2 separate regions of the Mus musculus genome follow, and region 1 is linked to region 2. The links are chromatin contacts, called in public promoter capture Hi-C maps. All regions are on one chromosome and are shown on one strand. The core of a region is the stretch at or near the end of the contact, and the rest is flanking DNA. Distances in the headings are between cores, read along the strand shown. Region 1 holds the start of Abcg2 (ATP binding cassette subfamily G member 2 (Junior blood group)). Region 2 holds the start of Herc3 (hect domain and RLD 3).

Evidence for each region. Capture Hi-C pulls out chosen DNA fragments and counts their contacts.
Region 1: a contact with region 2 is called in a promoter capture Hi-C map of adipose tissue. The contact joins the promoter of Abcg2 here to the promoter of Herc3 in region 2. A contact is called at or near these places in 14 of 484 Hi-C or Micro-C datasets (LSK cells, Th1 cells, cardiomyocytes and 10 more), 4 of 115 datasets of contacts at active chromatin or transcription factors (bone marrow-derived macrophages, extraembryonic endoderm stem cells, memory CD8 T cells and 1 more) and 2 of 9 other capture datasets (adipose tissue and liver).

Annotation. Positions count from the first base shown.
Region 1 is chr6:58,636,452-58,643,484 of GRCm38.p6, forward strand. Abcg2 (ATP binding cassette subfamily G member 2 (Junior blood group)) reads left to right here and starts at 4,095. Exons shown (of 16, transcript NM_001381927.1): 1 at 4,095-4,176.
Region 2 is chr6:58,829,389-58,836,551 of GRCm38.p6, forward strand. It overlaps Herc3 (hect domain and RLD 3), which reads left to right and starts at 2,077. Exons shown (of 26, transcript NM_001361966.1): 1 at 2,077-2,544; 2 at 3,014-3,148.

The DNA.
Region 1 (7,033 bases), core at 2,845-5,344, 190 kb before region 2:
TACAGTGTCTGTTCTCCTCTGAGCAGTACCAGGCTTCAGCCTTTGCTTACTCCCAAAATGAGATTTCTGGAGAAATTCCAGTTCTTGGGGACCATTGTTTCAATAGTCTGACAAAACAAAGGAATGGTCACTAGTATCTCTTTAGAGTATCTTCATTCCTGTCAGGATGGCTACATGCTTGTCTTGACATCTGGGAAACACTTACTCTCTCTGATTTCTTCCTTTCCCCCATGCAGAGATAAGCAGCCATCCAGTGGCCTAGCCAGTTTCTTTACTTCTACATCCAAAACACATAACATTTCCACCTTTCTCCTGATAGGTGTAGAGCTCTCCAGCTTGCTTGGCCCGTTCATTTCCTCTAACTCCAATGACATCAACCTGGAGCTCCCTCCTGAGTCCATTTTTAAATTCTTTTATTAACAAGACCAAGACATGAAAAAGGGACCTTTATCCCAGTGACAAAAAATGTACCCAGTCATTGTAGCTGTTGATTTCCTAAGGAGAGAAACTCATGATCAGTACTTTTTTCTTGTAACATGACCCGAGTAGAAGTTAATCATGCATTTATTTTTCTCGATTAAAAATTTAAAATAATTGAAGGGGGAGGTGGAGAGATGACTCAGTATTTAAGAGTGCATACTGTTCTTGAGAAAGACTAGATGGGTTCCCAGCACCCATGGGAAACACAAAGCTCGCTCCAGGGGGATCAGCTACTGGAACTTCTCAGGCACTGGAACAAGTCAGCATAGACTCTCCAGACTCCTGATTACAGAGGCCCACTGGGGATCCCGTTTGGACGAGCCCCCAAATGTTGTGCCATGAGTCCATGGGAAACCCAGATGAGTCTAAGAATTGCAAAGCCCACTGCAACTCCCAAGAGTCTTTTTATTGTTTTGTTGTAGTTTGTCAAAAGACCCTCACTCACAAAGACCACAGAGATCACCATTGTTGCAAAATGCATGAGGATTTTACTTATCCAACATGTTGGGGAACCCCCTCCCAGAATGCAGGCCAGAGGAGAGACCCAGAACAAAGAAAGAACACACTTTTTATACCTTTGTAAGGGCCAGATATAGGTACCAAGGTAGTCTGGCTTATATTAATTGGTGTAGCCAATAACTTTTTAGACATTGGTTGGTTTGTATAAGGTGACTCTCATTTTGTCTATCCTTGTGGTTTTTAGTGTGAGGTGTGGGGCAGGGGAATTGTTAATCTTGATTTTGACCGTTAAAACTATGTTTCTATATTTGCTTAGTCAGCCAGCTTTTTTATTTGACTCTGTACTTGGCCTGCTAGTACACTTCGGAAAGTCCTTTTGAAGGGGGAAGGTACTTGGTAGTCTAGAATTTATTTTAGATATTACAGTTTCAAGTTCAAACCCCGTTCGCCCACCTAGCAGTCACTGCGTGAATGCTGGCAAGCAACCCCAGTCCAGAAAACATTGGGTTTATTATAGAGTATAGTTAGAAATAGTGTAAATATTTACAGAAAATGGGAGTAAAGGGTGGAATAGTACTGAAGCGAAGGGGGGTTAATGCGTGTCTGTTCAAGGACTAATTTTATGGCCAGTTGTAACTGTCTGTGACCTGACTTGAGTTTACCTTTTACTTTTTCCATGGTCTCCCTTAGCTTCTCTAAGGTGTCAAGGACAGGCACCTGGAGAATTATCAGCAGGAGTATTGGGTATTGGTTTCTGGAGACACAGAGGTAGGGAGAATGTCTTGAGCTAGGGGAGGGGGGCGGGGAAGCCCTGGACTGCTGCAGGAACACGCAGCAGGCAGCACAGAAACCAGCGGTCTGAATATTGTGTTGCTGTGGGAAGTGGGGGGGAGGGGTAGGGGAGGATGGGAACCTCTGGGGAGGAAGGCAGAAGCAAACTGTACAACACTGAAGTCTCTAGTATCAGTAATTTGGGGGTTACAACAGGGGCCATTTGCTGCTTTGAATTAAGAATCTGTGGTGCTGGTCATCTGGGTGGGGCTGAAGAAATAGCTACAGTTAACAAGATACCAGAAACACTGAGTCGAACCTTTGCTTTACCAAGACAATTGATGTCCGTTAGTTGGGTTTGAGAAATTAGCTGAAATTGAGACCAGCCCCGTTGAGGTGAGACCTACTGGGAAGTGTTTCAGCACACTGGAATACAGAAGCTATGCTCCAGAGATAGTCAGTTTTCCCCCAGTGCTGGTAGCAGATCCTGGTAGTCACCAGGTGGTATGGTTTCAAGGCATGAAGGGCTCAAGGAAGGAGGCTGTGGCTTGGCACTTGTTGCTTGGCTGGAGTCCTAGAATAGAGCCCAGGAGAAGCCAGGGGTGAAAGTACAGTCCAGTTGTAGCAGAAGCCCCCAATGTTTTGGAAACACCAGTACCATGGAATGACTGTGAAGGACAGCAGCAGCCCTATAGTGTACAGCCTACAAGACAAGCTATGTGTAGGATGGCAGCCCTTTGGACAAGCACAGAGGACTTTCTGTGACATGCATCTCACATGAGTCTCAGAAGCCTGGCACTGAGATTTACACCATTGGACTTTGATTTTGCTCTGATCTGACTGTGACTGTGCCTGATATTTTCTTCTTGGAATAAGAAAGGGTTGAACTTGTTTTGATTTTATAGGAGCACACACACTTGAAGAAACTTTAGATTAAAAAAAAAAAACAACAACGAAAAAAAAAACCAAGAGAATGAATGAACTTTTAAATTGCTTGATTTGTAAAGACTACTTGACTTTTATGTTTTATATTGTCATGTTTATTAAGATCTTGGGAATGTTAAAAAAAGAAAAGTTATTGTTAAATAGTGTTGTGTTGATGTGTCTGGCTCACAAAGGGTCAAGTGCCTGGACTATCTTGTTATTAAACTTGCCACAAGCTAGAGTCATCTGAGAAGAGGGGCTTTCAATTGGAAAAAAGGTGTCCTTAATATCTGGCTATAGGCAAGCCCTTAAGGCATTTTCTTCATTAGTGATGAATGGGGTGGGCCCAGCCCATTGCAGGTGGGAGACTTTCCTGGGCTGGTGGTCCTAGGTTCTATAAAACAAACTAATAAACTTTGCAAGCCATGATACAGCCAGTAAGCAGCACTCCACCATGGCCTCTGCGTCAGATCCTGCCTCCAGATTCTTGCCCTGTTTGAGCTCTTGCCTTCACTGCTTTCAATGATTGACCATGGTGTCAATCATTGAATCTTTTATTAACAAGACCAAGACATGAAAAAGGGACCTTTATCCCAGTGACAAAAAAATGTAGCCAGTCATTGTAGCTGTTGATTTCCTAAGGAGAGAAACTCATGATCAGTACTTTTTTCTTGTAACATGACCCGAGTAGAAGTTGATCATGCATTTATTTTTCTCGATTAAAAATTTAAAATAATTGAAGGGGGAGGTGGAGAGATGTGATGATTGACCATGGTGTGTAAGTGTAAGCAGAACAAACCCTTTTCTCCCCAAGTTGCTTTTGGTCATGGTGTTTCATCAAAGCAATAGAAACCCTAAGACTGTAGCCATAGCTGTGTTTCTCGGGATTACCTGGATTTAGGAGGTTTTACCCTCATGAGATGAATTTGGTGTCTTCCAGTGTCTTTTTTCCCTATGGCATTCTGTACAGCCACCTAAGTGAAGTCCCCAACTTCTAGCATAGGACCCTTCCATTTTGGGCAGCTGCCTGGTAAAGTTCCCAAACAAGTAGGGAATCAGATCATTTTAGGAGCAGCTCTCTTCCTCTCATCAAAAGGCCATCCACCCCATCTCCGTAAATCCCGGGAGAGTCCACACAAAGCCCAGCCTGCCACAGTTATAATAGTAATTTGCCTAAATTGCATCTTGGGTATCTTGTGGGTCCTCCAGGTTCACAGGGTGAAGGTACTCTGAGTATATTTTCTTTCCGAGGCTTCTTATCGCAGGTCAGCGCCTTGCCTCCGCCATGACCCGGGGCTCTCTGCTCTCCGCTCTCCGCCCTCCGTCCAGGAGCCTGTGCAGCACAGGAAGCCCCCCGCCCACATGTGTCCAGCTGCTCCTGGGACCGGCTTCTCCTGCCGGCGAGCTGCGGGGCGGCGCGAGCTGACGTCACGGCGGTCGGGCGCCTGTGCGGGGCGGGCAGACGCTCCTGGCGGGCGAGCGTGTGCAGGTCTGAGTGTGTGCGAGTTCTGGCGCGGCTGCTGCTCCGCCAGGGACCGCGAGGTGAGCGGAGTGCGGGGAAGCTCCGGGAGTGTGCTAGGCGCCGCGGGGGCGAGTGGCGGCCCTGTGGGGCTCGGCGTGGGGGCGAGGGGGACCGCGTGGTGTGGGTTGTGAAAGTGAGGAGGAAACAAGGACTGACAGTTCAGTCATTTCTCCAGAAGCTTGTGCGGTGCGGTGATAGCAGGAGGATAAAGTCCAAACCTGTTTGCTCCAACTGTTTGGAAAGGATAAGACTTCTTGAATGGATAGATTAAACTGCCTGAACGACAGTCAGCCCCACAGTGGAGAAGTTTTCAAGGGGACTGAAGAGCACCTACCCCAACCCCGGGCCTAAAGTTTCTCAATTTTAGGTGTATTGTTACTTTCTGGGTTCCCTTTCTAACCTTTCTGTGGAGAGTTGAATCTTATTTTTATCGTTATGTTTTGCCTTTGACCTTACATTTTGTTCTTTGTCAGTTGCACGCGTGGATGAAATGCATTCTGATTACTCTTTTCCGTTTTTCTACTTTCATTTATTTATTTATCTATTCGTTTATTTATTAATTTTCGACTGAAGGAGTCTTTCTATGACTCCCAGACTGCCTAAGACCTCGAGCTCAAACAATTCTGATGTCTCAGCCATTCCAGCACTGGGACTATTCCAGGGCACTGTCATACCAAGCTATTGAGTTTTAATAATTAACTTTAAAATTTGACCTGCTTATTACAGTAGTTACCAAAATAATACTGAAAAGGTTTCTGTGGAGAGTCGAGTCTTAACTTTTATCGTTACTTTTTTCCTTTGCCTTACAGCCGTTTCCCATTCGCTGGGAAGTCCCTGAGGGAGTTTGAGCTCATAATTCATTTACTTATAAAGAAAACTGAAGTGTTTAGGGATTCATTCAAAGGTGGTAGTATAACAGTTATTTAAAATAGATATGAGTGGATAGGGGTTGACCAAGATTATTTCTCCTGCCCCAGTGATGATTAATCTCAGTGGTATGTGCATTTTCTCAGGAAGGGTGAATGCAGTCTTGGTGAGATCAGAGACACTGTGGAAGCTGGGTTGATGTCTGATTTGTATTGAGCCTGGGGGAAATGGCTAGAAATTAAAGTAACATGTCCTAAATCCTTCAAGTTATCCTGCAGGATAAAGAGTACGTTTTGTGACTTCCCTCTGATGGCATTCCAGGTAGTCATCCTTCAAAGAAAGAGTGAGACTCCCAGAGGGCCTATGACCCTAACTGTCTTTATTCAGGAAACTGGCCTGGCTCATAGCTCATCATGATTATAATGGAGAAAAGAAGGCATAGGAAGTAAGGGACAACTGTTGTTTTAAAAGAAGAAGTAAACATTTCACTTTACATGAATCATTCCATCAGTTTGACTTAAACTCTTCATAGCCCTGGAATAATTACAGGGAGTGGACTTTAGTGTGCAAGGGTGTATTATAGCCACTCTCATGCTCACACTCCAGCTACCAGGTAGACAGTCTAAGAAGAAAAGGACTATGAACTTGTATCAGTGATCACAGGGTGTATCTGTCTCTTCTTTTGTTTTTGTCTTCCTCTTTCTCCTCCAATTCTTTCCCTTCATCCTCTCCCTTCTCTCCCCTCTGCCTCAGGTGTCCTTTCTCAGGCCATCCACTCTGTCTCCCTGTTTTCCCAGAGACTCTCACACTATTGTCTGGAGCTCACCAGGTAGGCTTCCTGACTTATCAGTTAGTCTCAGGGACTCGCCTGCCACCCATTGCTGCTTCACTAGCCAGCCAGATACTAGCTCAGGCCTTAATGTTTGCAAGGACTCTACTGACTGAGCTATCTCCTTGGTCCATGAATGCATATTTAATATCTATGTATCCTGCAGGTCCTGAGAGTAGCTCACTATAAAGGCATGCAGGAAGGAGATAAGAACATACTCGCTGGTAGGAAAATGCAGATTGAACTTGGGTTTATAAACTATACTACTCCTTTTCTACCATTTAATAAGACATTTCACATCCATGTGACAATTTCTTCTTGAGACCAGGGAATAAGGAATTTGTTAACACGATCCATTATTTTATTGAAGGAGCCCTGAATGGTTTCCTGTATGGTTCATTTGAAGTTCTAGGAAAGTAGTACTTTGGGCTGTGAACATTTAGTATTGACACTAGAAATATAAGTGATTTAATTGTTCAAGCTTTTGTACTATGTGAGTATTAAACAAGTGGAAGTCATGACCTGGAAAATATTTAAAGTGCTGGGGACCCAATTCTAGGTCAGTAGCTCATATGCTCTCTTGCCAGGTCAAGTTCACAGTGAGGTGCAAAGAAGACAACATATCGTTTGGAAACTGTAAAATATTGTATTTATCCACAAATAACAGTGTATAAAATACTATGTTAAATATAATTTAAAATTATAGTCAATATGAAGCTATAGATTTTTATAGTTAAAATCTTTCATACATCCTACTTATAATAGGTAGGATGCAGCATATCTTAGTTCATACTGTCCACATTTCAAGGCATATAGAACTGGTGGGTCCTGCTCTAGATAACTTAGCTCTAGGGGCAGTTAACTAGTACACAGATAGATAGAAGGCTGGCTTTTATTGTAACATATATTGTCATTATAACCTCTTGCCTTTTAATAACTACAATTTTGTTACTAAAATCATTATTAAGGAATGCAGAAAGAATACAATTGCAGGAAGAGTAGAAATTGAGGAAATAAGATTTCTCCATTATTTCAATGTATAACAATAGTGGTAGAGAAATCTAAGACACCCTGGTCTTACTTTGCACCCTGTGATCTATCTTAGATTTGTGATCTCTGACTCTTTGCTCTGGTTCAGTAACATGGAGATGATGTTATTGTGGCACAATGCAAAATATATT
Region 2 (7,163 bases), core at 827-3,326:
ATATATGTATATATATATATAATATATATATATATATATATATATATATATATGCACAAAATGGCTGAAGTACAAAGTCAAATGGCTTTCTCAGCATTGATGCTTATAGAATCAAAGTGTCTAATTCTGAAAAACATTGATGTTGTTATCTGTCCTGGAGTGACAGGTATTTGAACAAGATTTAATTCCTCATGTAAAATAAATGAGCAATCAATCTAACTAGTATGTTAATTTTCTGTCCTCTTTAATAAATGGTGAAACTGTATGATAACAAAGAATCATTTTAAAGTTAAAATTGCTTATGATTTCAATGCCTATTTTATATGTTTATATGTAAAAATTTGGGAGGCAAAGAGAGACTACAAGTGGAGAAAGTTTACGAAACCTTGTCTTAGTTACCCCAAAACAGAGATTCTACTTCCTCATCTTCTTGGTTTCAGAGGTGTTTCAGTTATCACTGAAGATCCCCATGATGCCAACATCTCTGCCATATCCTCAGGATGTACATCAGGGCACTGCCATATCCTCAGGATACATCAGGGCACTGCCATATCCTCAGTATACATCAGGGCACTTCCTTATTCCTCAGGATACATTGGGGCACTGCCACATCCTCAGGATATTCATCAGGGCACTGCCATATCCTCAGAATATTCATCAGGGCACTGCCTTATTCCTCAGGATACACCAGGACAGTGCCATATCCTTATGATACATTGAGGCACTGCCATAAGCCTCAAGATACATCAGGGCACTGTCTTATTCCTTGGGATACATCAGGGCACTGCCTTACCCTGAGGACATATCAGGGCACTGTTGTATTTCTCAGGATATACCAGTCTCCTGCCCTATCCTCAGAATCTATCAGTCCTTGAGATTTCTTTTCTATTGGTTAATATGTTAGGTTTTCAAAGCCTGAAGACCTGATGAGATCTGAATTATTCTGGATATGTCAGATTATGAAATTTCTTCTACTTAGAGTCATTTTCCTTTTAAAATTTAATTAAAATAAAAATATAGCACTACCACTCCTTAAGCATCTCTCATGTGCTCCCCTTCAAATGAATGGTCTCTTTTGTTATTGTTACATATGGATAAGTCAGGATGTACTGAGGAGTCCCTTTAAGAGGTGCTTGTTTGTACATATTCTCAGGATTGTATATGCTGATATGGGCTCATGCCTTCACCTTAAACTAGTTTTTGGAGAATTTTGTACATTCTTTTGGGTTAAAGCCCCCATGTTCAGCGTTTCAAATTCAAGGCAGGCAGATACATCAGTTTACTGTTACCATATAGTTTTCTTGAAGATTATTTGAAGATGAGAGGAGCCGTAGCTGAGAGCATTTTTGGCCTTGGGAGAAGAAGAAAGCTTGAATATCCTCTTACAGGCCTGGGAAAGTGGAGCTGAAACTTCTATCCACTCTTCCCCACCCCCAGACCCCCGTCCCCCACGGGAGTTTTAGACCAAAGGTGGGGCTTTATGGTTTTAGAATTGGTGATTCTCACACTTTCTGTTTTCTTCAGTGTGCTCTCCTCTCTAGTCAAGCCTGACTCTGCACCACTGCGGGCCCGCAGTTCTTGGCCCCTGAGTGACAGGGATTTGGAACTACCCTCTGCTCTGGCAGCCACCTTACAGCTCACCATGCCAGTCCCAGTTCCCCCTCTCACCTCTGCATGAATAATAAGAACCTGAATTCAGAACCAAAAGGAACCAACCAAGCAACCAAGCAAGCAAGCAACAAACCCAATCGACCAAAACCCCCACACCATTGGGCATCGCTCCTTTGCATCCTCGCTGGCGAAAAGCAATTTTATTCCAGCAAAGGTTACTCCTGCATTCTCCCATTTTGGGTCCAGGGTCTTGCCATCTGTCTACCACACCTGGTTGTGGGTCCCTCAACCTCCAGTCACCTCCCAGCCGCCGATCCCACCGCCTCCCTGTCACCTCCCTCGCCCTAGGTCCCGCCCCCTCCAGGTTTCTTTCCCCGCCGGGAGTCCCGCTACCTCCCCGCCCCCTCCCGGTCACCTCCCCGGCCCCTCCCGCCCCGACGTCGCCCCGCCTTCTCCGCACCCGCCGCGCCCCGCCCCGCTGCCGCCGCCACCATTGGCCAGGCGGGAAGTCGGTCTCCCAGCTCATTCTGCGCCCGCGGGAGTGCGGGGGAAACTTCATTATTACTGTGACGCTGAAGGCCGGGGAGGCCCGAGCTGCCTGAGGGCTGCGACCGCGGGGTCGGCGCTGCGGACCCGGGTGCAGGTGCGGGCGGGGCGGGGATCTCAGGGCACCGAGCCCGCCGCACCCGCGGAGGAGGGGGCTGGGCTGTCCGCAGCTCCCTGTCGCCGAGGCGCCTCCCGGCTCTGCTTAGCCGCTTAGCCGCGGGCGGCGGGTGACCTCCCTGCGTGAAGAGCATCGCGGCGCCGCGGCAGGGGAATTCGCGTTGCGGCTGGCCGCGGGCTCCTCCCACCCAGCTGGCGGGCGGGGCTCGGGGACCTGGTGTCTGGTGCAGACGCCGCTGCGGCCGAGCCGACGGCTGGACCCTGGAGCAGGTGTGTGGACTGAAGGGCTGGACCTGGGGAGACTCGCTCGTGCTGCTGCCGGGAGCGTGTGCAGCTCGGGGCCCCAGGGGAGGAATGCTTGAACTTTGCTGTTCCTGGCTGTTTTCTTTTAGAGTTCACACCTGCCCCACTAGGAAGTGCCTTAAATTTTACCTAAGGCGTCGAAGGTTTTACTGGGATTTGTCTCATCCGGGGTGCTTTGGGGGAGGACGATTCAAGTGATATCTTCCATTTTTTATGTGCCTTCTGTCTCTTTCCACAAATAGGAAGCTATTTCTAGAACCTTTCATTTGATAATTTGATAAAGTGAACTGATTTTTAGCTTTAGATTGGAAAGACAGGAAAGAGAAGTAAAAAGGATTAGCATTTTAAAATGCAGCCAGAGCGATGTGGTACTTTCAGAGGCAAATGACAGTGTCTCTTCTTCTTTTTTTTATTCCTTTCCACGGATATAAATCAGAAAAACAAAATCGGTGGCTTACTCCAGTTTTGACCCCATCTGAGAAGTTAAACTGCAGGAATCAAATTAGATGCAAAACTCCTTTGTCGTGAAAAATAGAAGCATGGTTCACTGTTAGCCAGTTGGACTTGTTCAGTAAGTAGTGGGGTTTCATTGTGTTAAAAAAAGAACCAGGAGTCCAAAAATGTTCTAAACTGTGTTGTAGAAGTCATTGGGTATTGCATTTCATGTTGCGGGACAAACTTGAATCTCTTAAGATCTGTATAACCACTTAAAACCGTCTGTGTAAGTAATGAAAGGAGCGCCCCAGCTGGAGACAAACAACCTTGCACCAGTTTCAGAAATAAAAGTGATAGTTTCCTAATTGAAAGGGATTCTCTTACGAAGGTAGAAATGATGTCTGAAACTCATTCAGGACCACAGACTATATAATGGCTCATACTAACATAGCTGCTCCGTGGGTGATCTTATCACATCTTAATGCTCCCCTTTGCTTTATTTGGGTGACTGGAGGTGCCTGTCTGTGACTTCTTGTGTTGCACTTAGAGGATATGGTAACAGGGAGAAACGAAAGTAGCAGTTGCGGTCAGGTAGCTAGCTAGCTAGCTGTGAAAGATACCTAGAGAAGTGAACAGCAAAATTGAATTATTTTTTTTTTCAATAATTTCTGTTCAATCTATCTATATAAGAGATTTGAAGGTAGTGAAAATTTACTACCCCTATTAAGTGGCAAGAATTTTATAAGGTTCTCTCTATGACTTTAGTCACAGTAAAGGTGACTAACTTGATCAAGGTTGGACTGAGGTTATCTTAACCAAACCCTTATCCTGATATACACTGAAGAACGTTCCATCTTGAATGGCTAAACACATTCTTCCTTTCAGAAGTTTACTCAGGCCTTTCTTCCCCTTTTTCTTTTTGGGGTGGAGTCATGCTATATGGTATAGACTGGCCTCTAAGTTAGGATAGCCCAAGCGTATGTTGAACTCTCAGTAATCCTCCTGCTCCAGCCTTATTAGCCCTGGGATTACAGGTGTGCACAATCATTCTAGGCTTATGTATTTTTAAGCACTTAGCAGAGTCCTGTTCGGAAGTCATTTCTTTTAACATGTAGATCCCGAAGCAGAGGTGGGACAGTCCAAATGCCTTAGTGTATGGTGAGGGGTGAGTTAACGTAAGGCCTCTGAGTCTTAGTTCCCCCCACCCTTACCCTCCACCCCCGGGTCTTGTAAATGGTGATAATATCTAATGCTCAGATCTGATAAGAGGATTAAACAAAGTTAAAAGCCCAGAGGGATATAGCTGCATGGTGAGGGACAGCAACATATCTTCATGCTTTCCCTTTGCTTTGAGGCAGTGCAGAGAAAAAGGTGAGTCCAAAAAGCAGGGGACCTAATTTCTGGGCTCTGCTTCAACAGCTTCTCCTTCCTCCTATTCTTTCCCCTTCCTCCTTCATTCTAAGAACTGGATATATTATATTTATGTAGCCGAGGCCGGCCTTGAACTCCGTGTGTAACTGGTGACCACCTTGAACTGATGCTCCTGACTTCACCCTCTTAAGTGCCGTCTTTCTCTGTAGCCACTTAACCATAGTTACTTGGTCCTGAAGCACTCAGCTGCCATTTCTGATGGATTTGCAAACCTGTTTCAGTAAGATGGCCCCTTTGACAATACTGTGCTCTTAAACATGTAAAACATTCAGAAATGACACATGCTGGTTCTAAGGGTGTGAGTCTCTGTGTAGGTGAGCTGGTTTTATCATTAGTCAAGGTTGTAGAGGACAGTCTGGTTAACTCTATTGAGACTTGCTTGCTCGCCCTCTCCCTCTGGCTGCCTTAAGTTCTGGTTGTATAATTGCCAATGATTTAGCGAATATGCGCTCTCTTATTGCCTACAGCTTGTCTTTTTACACTTTCCTTTAAAAGGGTTCTATTAACATATGTTAATTACATATAGTAATAGTTTTATTATCACATTTTTATGTTTATAATGGATTTTGATCATATGCAACTTTGTCTTTAAACTCATATTTACGAAATTTAGAGAGAGTGTGGTTTTTGTGATTTGGTTTGCTTTTGTTTGAAACACGGTTCAGTGTCGTGCTTAAGAGTATGGCTTGTAGACTAGGAGAGGAAGTTTGAATTCTGCCTTTTGACTTCGGAAGGTTCTATTTCAGCTCCTTATTTACATGTTCTTGGGCAAGTGATTTAATCTTGCTAATCTTGAGGTTTCTAAAGTGGTTTTGCCAACTTAAACTCCCACCAGCTGTGCATAATAAGACTTCTGGGTGTTCTAGATCCTCGGCGTGACAGAGGGTAAATTAAATAAAGTTTTTAGATCTAGACCCAGGATAGGTTTGCAGTCACGGGAAGCATTGTTTTTCCTTGGTTCAAAAATCATTTTTGAGCCCTGTCCTACTTAGCGTTACTAATTGCTGTGATGAAACATCATGACCAAAGGATTGGGGGCGAGGGTTTGTTTGGCTTAGGCTTTCACATCACAGTTTATCACCAAGGCAGAGCAGGAACCAGGATGCAGGAGCTGATGCAGAGGCCATGAAGGAGTACTGCTTTCTGGCTTGCTCATAGCACCCAGGACCATCTGCCCAGGTGGCACCACCGGCAGTGGGCTAGGCCCGTCCTCATTAATCACTACTTAAGAAAATACCCTACAGGTTTGCCTACAGCTTTATCCAATAGAGGGATTTTCTTGAGGTTCCCTCCTCTCAGATGACTTTAGCTTTTGTCCAGCTGCATAAAACTATCCAGCACAAGCCCCTTCAAGGTACTGGACAGCAGTCTGGTCTCTAAAGGTGGAGAAATGAACAGAAGAGTCTCAGGCCTGGACCTACCAAGAGGAGCCAGAACTCCATTCTCTCAGTTGTAGCTCATTGGTGTGCTTGCTGCCCTGCTCACCCCCTCCCCTGTGGGGTGTGTGTATGTGTGTAAGTATGTGTGTGTGTTAGAGAGAGAGAGAGAGAGAGAGAGAGAGAGAGAGAGAGAGAGAGAGAGATGCATGCTAGGGCCTTAATGTGATGCTTCACACCTATACTCTCTTCCCAGGTGAATCTAGGGTAAGATAATTGTCATGGGTTTTAAACTAACCTGTACTACATAGTAAGACTCAAACACAGAACAATGGGGGGTCTCGATGGCAGTATAGCTCGTGGTATAGCCCTCAGTTCAATCCCTAGTAATGCAAACAACGACAGCAAGACCCCCACATTTTGTCAGCTGTGATGGCTCATGTCTTTGATCTTAATACTTGGGAGGCTGAGGCAGGAGGATTAATGTGAGCTTTAGCCCTGTCTGGCCCATATACTAAGGGCCAGGCCAGCCTGGGCTTAATGATTTGGATTCTTAATGAGTTAGACAGTTTGGCTGTATGCCCAGGAATAAAATTCCTGTGCTGTGCATATTCCACATCTCTGTCTTCACTAGCAAATGCCAACTTGCTTCCCATAGTCATTCTAGCTTGGGCTACAGAGCCACCCTGTCTCAAACAGTAAAAGGAAAGAAAAATGGCAGGCATGTCATCCCAGACCTGTAATTCCAGCACATGGGAGATAAAGGTAGGAGAACCAAGGTCATTCTTAGATATATAAGAAATATATATTGAGACAGGCCTGGGCTGCAGGAGACACAGTCTCAATAAGTAAATAACCAAGTATATCAGAGAAGTGGTCAGAGTCACCTTCTGTTCCCTGGCATATATGGTTGTGGCTGTAATATTTACTGTGTTGGACCCAAACTCTCCTCCACTTCTGCCCACTTCCAGGGGCTTCTGGTAGTTTCCAGGTTAAAAAGTCAATGTGTCTGAACAGTATGGTGGCACCAGTTCCTTTTTGTAAAAGTATAGTGGTATGTGTACATGTGTTCCTGTGCACGTATGTACACATGTATAATTATAGTGAATAGAAAAAAAAAAGCCTACTCACCACGCAGGGGCTCCTGATCCACTATGTTTAATGAGATCTACATTGTAAAAGCCATTTCACTTTTCAGGCTGAAGCACAGGAGGTCCATTTTAAGTGGAGAAATACATTGTTATTTTTGTTAGGAACAGACTTAATTAGCCATCTCCAAAACATGACTGTACACAGGTTAAACCTGGGAAGTGTGGTCTTCTCAGATCACGACTCAGTTCATTT